Linked DNA regions of Zea mays: regions 2 and 3 are each linked to region 1. A link is a contact called in public Hi-C data. All regions are on one chromosome and are shown on one strand. The core of a region is the stretch at or near the end of the contact, and the rest is flanking DNA. Distances in the headings are between cores, read along the strand shown.

What was found. A called contact is a pair of places that touch in the nucleus more often than the background predicts.
Region 2: a Hi-C map of leaf shows a contact between it and region 1, with 4 times the contacts expected there. The contact joins the promoter of LOC103649560 here to the promoter of LOC100276559 in region 1. A contact is called at or near these places in 2 of 25 Hi-C or Micro-C datasets (bundle sheath and leaf).
Region 3: a contact with region 1 is called in a Hi-C map of leaf, with 7 times the contacts expected there. The contact joins the promoter of LOC103649566 here to the promoter of LOC100276559 in region 1. A contact is called at or near these places in 2 of 25 Hi-C or Micro-C datasets (ear and leaf).

What each region holds. Positions count from the first base shown.
Region 1 is chr3:3,076,614-3,079,773 of Zm-B73-REFERENCE-NAM-5.0, reverse strand. LOC100276559 reads left to right here and starts at 1,258. Exons shown (of 2, transcript NM_001374064.1): 1 at 1,258-1,590. The coding sequence starts at 1,408.
Region 2 is chr3:2,924,901-2,928,073 of Zm-B73-REFERENCE-NAM-5.0, reverse strand. LOC103649560 (protein ETHYLENE-INSENSITIVE 2) reads left to right here and starts at 1,822. Exons shown (of 8, transcript XM_008675290.4): 1 at 1,822-2,109.
Region 3 is chr3:3,255,505-3,258,478 of Zm-B73-REFERENCE-NAM-5.0, reverse strand. It overlaps LOC103649566, which reads right to left and starts at 1,397. Exons shown (of 3, transcript XM_008675302.3): 1 at 969-1,397; 2 at 648-863; 3 at 1-581. The coding sequence starts at 1,197. It overlaps LOC103649567, which reads right to left. Exons shown (of 23, transcript XM_008675303.3): 20 at 2,580-2,666; 21 at 2,221-2,295; 22 at 1,960-2,060; 23 at 1,456-1,838. The coding sequence ends at 1,748.

The sequences.
Region 1 (3,160 bases), core at 9-2,508:
CCCTCCCTCCGGCAATAAGCCGCCGCGCCGTCCGTTCGCGCGCACGTACGTTCACCTCCGATCCCGCCCGGCCGAGCGGCGACACGGTACGGCCGGTGTGCCCGGCGTCGTCCCTGCCTGTGCCATCAGTCATCAGTGCAAAGTATAGTAAGGGTATCGGACGGCGACACCTAGCCGCGCGCAGATGCTACCTGCCTGCCGCGCTCGATTGCCTGCTTCTCCGTAGTCCGTACATGCATGGCGGCCGCGCACGGCTGGGGCCACCCAGACCCAGGAGGCTGAACCTGAACGTGGACGGGGACGACAGTAAGGCGACAAGCTAGCTAGCAACCACCCACGCGGCGAAGGTGGCCGTAGCGCCGTGGCGCAGCGACACGGAGCGCGTGGCCACCGCGGGCGCCACTCGTCCCGGCGTTGTCTAGTGTTTGTCGGGACCGATCTTAGCACACCACCCGTCGATTCTTCTCTCCCTCCCTCCCTCCCTTCTTCTGACCGGCCTGTGGACGACGACGACGCGTGTATTCCTTGTTTCTAGCAGTGTTTCTGTCAGCTGGTTCATCTCTAGAGCTAGCCACACTTGTCTGCTCCAGATAACTCTGCTGCTTGAAAAATGCCTTGCCATTTGACTGGCGTCACACTTCTGAGATGCTACAGTCCAAACAAGCTCTTTTTCTCATGCTTAGCTTGGAGCTAAATTACCATCATCATATAAATAGTGCACAGTTTCAAACAAGTGTTTTTTTTGTTGTTGAGAAAAAAAACACGGTTTCAAACTACTACGTACGGTCGTGTTTGGAAGAAAAGTACCATGGTTTTCTAGCACTATAGTTTTAAAATGTCATGCCACAACCATACATAGTATTATTTACATAACTCCATACAATACTTGTTTGGAGACAAAGTATCTCAAACCATAATATTTAGTGTGTATGTGCTACAGGCTAGTCATAGACAAAAGCTCTTTAGGTTGGAGTGAAGTTTTAAATACTCCAAAAATATATTGATAACTACTAAACTATGATAATTTAAACAGAGTTTTTTTATGATTAGCCAAACATCTCTTAGCAAAAAGAAAACGTAATATTTTTTACCTTAATTTTCTAAAAATACCTTGCTTCCAAAAACACCCTACTCGTCAGGCCCAGTATAACTCGGTTTTCCTACGCAGTCTCTTCAGGTCCACATGCCCAGCCCAGTTAGGCGCCCCAAGGCCCAACAGGCAAGCAAAACCCCAAGCAACACTCCGTCCGTTTCCCCACCAGTTCGGGATCGTCGGACACAGGCACGGCACGAGCTCAGCCGGCGGCGGCAGAGCGGGAGGAGGGAGAACGCTTCGGTCCCCCCCCCCCCCCCCCCCCCCCCCCAACCCAACCTCCTCCCCTTCCCGACAAGGCGACGCGAAGCGAGATGCCGCTGTACGACTGCATGCTGCTGCTGAAGACGACGGTGACCAGGGAGGTCCTAGCGGAACTGGTGACGCGGGTGGCGCGCCGCGCATGCCAGCGCAACGGGGTCGTCACCGACGTCAAGTCATTCGGCAAGGTCAGCCTCGCCTACGGCATCAGGAAGCTCGACGGCCGCCACTTCCAGGTCCGCCCGACTCGCCCCTCTTTCGCTCCGGCCCCCCGCCGCCTGTTCCCGGCTAGGCGCGTGTTTTAATTGTTCAATGGTGTTCGAGGGAAATGCGTCAAGGAGCCATGAGTCTCGGGTTTCGGACTTGCGATGTCTTGGCGCCTTGGCGGCACACGGCGTCTTCCGCGTGCTCGATGAAATGCCCAAGTAGATTTTGCCCTAGGATTGGCCTTCGCACTGTCTTCGGAATCGTTCTCTGCGAAGAGGCTACTGCTCTTGTGATTGTTCGTTTGCATGGAGCTAGTGGTCACAAGTCCAAATCACAGGATTGCACTGATCGAGTTGTCTCAGGTGACACATTGTATGGAACCAGTATGGACTACCTGAGCGATTTTTTTTACCTTGCTCTTGCTTCGGTAGTCTTGTGTGTACAATCAATTGTTCACATCTTTGTATCACAAGAAAGTTATTAAGCTATGGCATTCCAATCTTTTACTTACGTGGATAGAAGTTTTCTCAGTAGCGCAGAGTGCAAATACTGAACATGACAAACAACTCATCAGTTCCAAGTGTCTTTATATTTTTACTTAGCATTAAGAGCTACACTTCTCTGCCTGTAGATCTTTTTCAGACTAAAGGCCTAAACGTGGACCTGCTTCAAACTTCAAGTCTTGAACTGGAAGCTATCAAAATTACTGTTGCAGGCACCAGATTAGGTCTTAGTAAGCTCAGAACAGTTCCCAAAAGCATTGTCTCACAGGACAATGTATCATTTCAATTACGATTCAACTAAACAGAAAACGAGTTTGGTTTTAATCTTCTGTTGCTACCCTCCAGTGCCATGTACCAAAACTGTGTATTGCTTTGAGTTAGGTACATCAGTTTAGTTATCTAAGGTTTATGATATTACACTTCCCTTGTAAATTACTCTTTCCGCTAGGTTGCCAAAACTGACCAAAGTAGTTCTACTTTTGGTATTTTTGTCTGTAGGATACTGGTTTTATTATTAATATTTATTTATTTTGGCTTTGGATTTTTCAATGTAGGAAACTAGTTAGTCCCTGTCAACAAAGTCTTTTAACAGCGTTCTGCATACCAGTCACATTTAACTAGTGTCCTGCGGACCGTTTTCTCTTTCAGTTGTGATATCCTTTTCCACTTCATGCTATGAGCTTTTTATTGGTGACTATTGCTTTGCTACACCATTTTCTAATTCAGATCAACGTTATGGTCAAAATTTAAATATTGCTCCACAATTTGTGACAAGATTTTGGTTTATTGGTTGTAACATATAATGTATGTTGGTTTCTATCAACACTCAAAGAACAGCTGATTGCTTGTAAGCACTATTAGATTAGTTTTGACAACCCTTCTCGATCACTTGCTGCCATTACTCAACATTTTTTTTGTTTTAGCTTGCGGATTTCGCGCTGCAGGTTTTTACTAAACATTGGAGTTTAGACAGTTGTTGTGAGATAAGCAATTAAATTTACCTTACAGTGTCATGTGGAAATTAGAAAAAAAAAGTGCTGTGCTACTGCTGCATCAACCTCTAGACACAGATGTGGTTGTAGCTTGTATGCAACTG
Region 2 (3,173 bases), core at 573-3,072, 150 kb after region 1:
CAACCAAGGCAAAGGCTTAACCTTCCAAGCAATGTGATATTAGGGCACTCTAAAGGAATGCCATTCAAACCACCATATCCCGTTAAGAACAACTAAGGGGCCTTGGGCCCTCGCAACCCTAGGGCACCTCTAAGTTTAGGGTACCCCAAATTTATGGGACTAGTCTGCAAGGATGTTTAAGCCTTGATGCCCCTAATGGCCTTAACTAGAATGGCCTAAGTCATTGTGCCTCCCATGCCCCTAGGGTACTCACATAGATTCAAGTGCCCCCCCGTGTCTTGGTGCAATCATAATGGTAGAGACACTTAGTTGTCCGGGGTTCTACTTAGGCCCTTGGGTCCTTAAGTCCCTCGAGCTCATAAGAAGTTGGGCCTTGAGTCTCATAGGGCCCAAGGCCTCCTATGTGTTCAAGGGGCTTGCGATGGCTAAATATAAAGTTGTGTACAAGACAAAAGGCTATGGATGGTCCCACTAATAGCATTATGACCTTGAAAACAGGACACCACATTTATGATATGCTAACAGGTCCATAACACTGGCATTTCGGATAAGCCTCCCCTACAACGCATTAAATGTGTGATATGTGATAGTTATAGTCTTATAGGTACATTGTCGCCATACCTTAGGTAACAATGCAATAGGATACTCGAGGCCACTATTCGGTACGCGTGTTAACACTGTAGCCACGCGTGCGCATGTTAGTGTACCATGAAGTATTATCAAGTATAAATTGCTACACCAGATACCAACTATGTTGTGTTCGAAGGAATGTGTCCTGACGTCCGTGAAAGTGACATAACATATTTGCCTCTGTAGTTGGTATGATAATCACTGAAGAAAGACATCCTCGAACTGTGCCATGACCGAAGGCGTAGTTTTGCATATGACTCCATTCCCGAGATAAAATCGGGGTTATTGGGTCTCGGCTGGTCCAGACTATCATCCGACAACATGTAAACTCTCCTCCCTTCTATATAAACAGGAGAGAAGAGAAACATTTAGAGGATTCTTTCGCGCTTCCGGATAGAGAAATTACACGCTCCCAAATAGAAATTACGCCTGCATAGGAAAGATCCTTGCTCATAACATCTAAGGACAATCATAAAAGTGATTTAGGGACCTATAACTCCCACCTAAACCAATGAAAAGGGAGAGCTAGGAGATCATAATGCTAGTTGATTTCTAACCTTATAATCTTCTTCGCCTTTATGTGCATCAATAATGGTAGCAGTATCGCACATTACTTGTTCAGGTCCGTGTACATATACATATTCACCTCTCGTCTATAACCCCACCTATCTAATAACTCTTTATTTATACTTTACGGTACCTTGTCCCTAAGGACAAATATCGTAAAGATAAAAAGGCTAAACATACCACTCCGATATTGTATTTAGCTGTAAAAAAGGTAAACACGTAAAATAATTGAAGGGGTAATATTAGCACGGGACCTAGAACGTATGGACCAATCTTGGTGAGGAACCAAGTAACTAAAAGTGGCAATCACCAAGCGTCCAAAGTCCAACACAATCAAAAGGTTGCCACGTTGACGCTTTCATGTTATCCCGAACAGTGAAAGCAACCAGCACTATACAATCATTTTTTGGTTTTATATAGTACTTAGTTATAATTAATTTCTTCGTCACTTGTGACAACGCTCTCTTTTCAGATTTTTCTTTTAGTTTATCCGACCTTTAACATTTCTGAATTTAAACCGGCAAATTAACCCAGACGAACAGATGACAAGAATTTCAAAAAAAAAAAAAAAAGCGTAAGCACCACAGTTCTTGAAATCAGGACTGGTCCACAAAACCCACTCTTGCCACCCCGTGACAGCAGGAAACAGTACACAGTAGCGCATAACCTTCCAAGAAAATTTAATTAATAAACCCGAAGAAGCCAAGAGGGAAGGGAAAAAAAAAGAAAGAAAAAAAACTGACACATAAGAAAAGAGCAGCGAGCAAGCTGAAGGTGAAAGCCACAGCAGCTCGTCCCCTTCCCCCCACTTCTTCCTCAGATAAGGAGAGGCCCCAGGCCAGAGAAAAAAGCATCGAATTTCCCCCCGTTAATTGGCCTGAGCCCTCAGCCGTCTACCAGCAGCAGCTAGAGGTACGATTCTCGCATTGCTTGCTCCCTGCGCCTGCCCTCGATTTTTGCTGTTTTTTCGAGCTCCTCTTCCAGTTCTTTTGCCGTGTTGGAACCGCATCTATGCAGCCTAGCGCGGGGTACTAGCGTGATTCGGTCAGTGGATCCCGTCGGGCTGCTGCTTCCTCGCGGCTGATTTGCGAGAGGAAGCAGGTCCCCGGGAAGCGATCTCATTTTTCGTTATTTTTTTAGCTCCCTACACCAAAGACCAGAGTCAGATCCGAGGCTACCCGCCGCCCCGGCAAGGATTTTACCCGGCCGGAGCTCTGCAACATCGGTGGGATCGATGGCTGCGACCTCCACGAGCTCCGGTGCCCACGAATCGAAGTCAGCAGCGCCGTGTGGACTGAGTCACGTGCCTGGTTCGCCGTCCTGTCCGACGCTTCTCACCTCGAGAGCCCGTCGCTGTTGCCTCGGACTCGAGGGAGCTGGCGGCGCAAACGCCGTGCGGCCAAAATCGAGATCCCCACCATCCGAATCGAGGTCCTCTCTACCAGAATCAGTTCCCGCCGCCGCGTCGAGGTAGCTGTCACCCAAATTGAGCTTTCCGTCGCTGCTGGATGTGTTGGAATCGGAAGCTTCGGGCGCATAGCTTGAGCTCGCTCAAGTGTATCGAGCAAGCAAACCAAGCGTTGGGGGTCTTGCTTTGCGCCTTTGCCGCGCTAGCTTAGCCTATCTATCCGTGCTAGGAATCCCCCTCCCTTTCGGTGTGATGTTTTTGACTTGCCACTGCCTGGTGTTGCTGGGGCTGCTTTTCTCTTCTCCTTTGGGGCTCTGAATGAAGACTGAAGAAATCGAAAGAGAGGAAAGCTACGCCTGAGTCGGGGAACGCCTACGAAGTAAGTTTTGGCTTAAAGGTGGAAGCTTTTGAGGTTTCTCCTTGCGAAATAAATGCTTTTTTCGATGTTATTTGATGGATTTGGTTGGTACTCGGTCAAAAGGTGTTCTTGGTTTGCCCTTTCTATGCTCTGGCTGCTGTTGCAACTGCAACTTCCCTTTCCCTTAGAGTTTGGCGCTCTAAAAGTTGG
Region 3 (2,974 bases), core at 148-2,647, 180 kb before region 1:
GGCCTCCGTGAGGTGGGCGCCGTCCCAGCTCCAGTGGTTGGAGGGGTCCTGGCACGCGTACGCCCCCGGCTCGCCGCACTTGGACGTCAGGTTGAAGTTGTACTCCCCCACTCCCGGCGCCCCGCAGCAGGCCCGCGGCGTCTGCCTCAGCATGCCGTACTCCTCAGCGTGGAGGACGAACCGGATGGCGGGCGTGTAGTAGTCGGCGTAGACGATGCGCACGTCGGGGTGCCTGGCGCGGAGCTCCTCCACCTTGCGCTGCAGCGCCGCGTTGTGCACCCACGACAGCGTGTTGAGCTCCCTGTTGCACCCGCTGCGGGGCCCGTACGCCGCGGCCGGCTTGCCGACGAAGGTGGACAGGAACATGGGGAAGCAGCCGGTGGGGAGCAACCCCGGCACCACCAGGTCCGCGGCCCCCTCCGCGATCAGCTCCTCCACGCCCCGCGCGATGACGTCCACCACATGCGGCACCAGCGCGTGCACCTCCTCCAGCGGCCGGAACGAGAAGATGGTCGACCCGTAGTCGTTGCCCCCGAACTCGCCCACCACGAACAGCGACCGCCGGAACAGCTCACGGCACTCTGGAACATACACCATGCGTCAAACACGCGAGGCGGCGAGGCGGGGAAGGGAAGTGGATGAAAAACCTTGCGGGGAGCTGCAGATGTTGGGCTTCATGTCCCGGAACCACCCGATCTGGGTGTGGAGCGAGCCGGAGCTCCACACGGCGCGCGCCAGCCCGTGCTCCTCGAAGAAGGCCATGTCCAGCGCCGTGGCGCCCGTGATGGCGAAGTTGGCGCCGCGGCGGAACGTCGCGTTCTTCGCCTTGGACGGTGGCAGCAGCGGCAGCCCCAGCTCCTGCGCTGCTCACGCGAGCGCACCACAGACAGACAGACAGACAGACGGTTCATCAGCTCCTGCGCGGGTTGCCAACCTCTACCGGGAAAGCGGACGCATGCGTTGCCTACCGATGAAGTCGATGACGACGCGGCCGTCGGAGACGCGCCCCGTGGGATAGCCGAAGTAGGTCATGCCGTACGGCGCGTGCGCCGTGGCCAAGTAGTCCGGGATGCCGTCCACGCACAGGTTGCCGGTGTCCGACAGGGAGTCGCCGAAGCTGAAGACGGCCGCGTACTCCCGCGCCACGGCCGCCCGCGCCAGCAGCAGAGCCAGGCACGCCAGCAGCAGACGCGTCATGGTGCAGCGGCGGTGGCCCTGCTTCGGTCCCGCGTCCACGGCGGCCCTGCCCTGCCTGCTTAAACTCTCCTGTCGGGACCCGGTCGTCGGACGGGCACACGGCCTGCCGGCTCAACACGGATGTTGTTAATGATGATAGATGGATTGAAGAGCAAGATTACTGCCAGTTCCACGGTTTGATCAGGTCATCTGGTTCGAAGTCCAGACATGGACAGGCCAAAGCGAGTGGTTAATACATTGATGTCACAGGCAGACGACGGCATCAAGTTGAGTTTTTTCTTCTTTCCATTTCAAAGTCAGCATTCTTGATTATACTGGTATCTTATTACAACAATGAAAGAATATACAATGGGGTGGCTGCCCTCAATCGCAATATCTAAACAAAATGGTTCAAAACTTGGGCAGCCACGAGAACTAATAAACTTTCCAGTAAATATAAACCGAGAAGCCAACGGAAGAATTCCGGGAAAAATGGCCAGCCTTTGGCCTCTGTAACTGTAAGGGGGGTCACGTTAGTCTTTAGTCCCTGTTTCTGAGGTTGGTTAGTCTTCTAGTTCATGTACCCACGGCAGTTAGGAGCCTTGCACAGGCATGGAACCCTGCAGTCTTCGGACTCATCAGGGTCAAACAAGTAGTCGTACCTACACATTCGGAAGCGGGCATTAGGTGAGATGAGACGGTGTCGTTCAGGGACTCGTGTAAATGAAGACGCAGAAGCTGTGTCTGTATATCGGAAGAAAATGGCAGGGCTGGGGATTTTACGTCAGCTCTTCTCCGGCAGAGACGTCTCTCTTGGCAATCAGAATGATCTCGCTCCTGTCATCGCTGACGGTCATGATCCTAGCATAGCAGTTCGGCATACACTGGAAGGGCAAATCGATAAATCAGTTGTCGTTATGCCAGGCTATTATGTACTCCCTCCGTTTTTTTATTTGTCGTATTTTAGTTCAAAAATGAACTAGATATTTGAGAACGGATGTAGTATTTGGCAAGAAGACTTGAAACTGAGGTAAGAAGGTTTACCGAGTGATTAATTAGGCGCGCTATGTTTCCTTTGTCGGTAGCATCGATGACAACATCTTCGCTTATCTTGAACAACTGCGCAGCAGAATGAAGAGTCAATGAAATAGGGGAGTGGGTGCAAAATGTTCAGTATCAGTCATACATTTGTTATGCTCTTTCTTGCTACAACAAATTGCTTCTGCAACCTCTTAAGTTTTCACCAAAATTCAAGACTTCAAGATCCTATTCTTCTAGATTTGTATTGGAAAGCTCAAAACTTGGAGCAAAGTATAGCAATCAGAAAATTGTGTATATGTATCTACTTTCGCACCAGTAACAGGAAGTAACAATATAAGTAAGCACAATAAATGGTAGCTCACATAGCAATCCTTTTTTTCTCTATGGTACTGTGCTTCCCTCAAGTCAGCAACACACCGTCTAACTTGTTCGCCACGGTACTCAATAACCTGGCACGAGATTAATTAAGCTGTCAGCTCGCACATTTATTTCTCAAACAAGTAGGAGAACTAGGCACTAGAGAGAGCGGTCAGATGGCACATTAAGGACAAACTCCACACTTACAATGGATGTAGACCAAGTAATTCAGAAAAATAAAGATACGATTGTACTGTATGGAGATATAAATGTTAGCACCGATTTTCAGTTGCCAAGACAGATGAGAACTATTTGTGTGTGTGTGGGGGGGGGGGGGGTGTTGTTCTTAAGCTGAGTACCCAACAACTGGGAAACAAATACTCCATCCCATGATTACTGC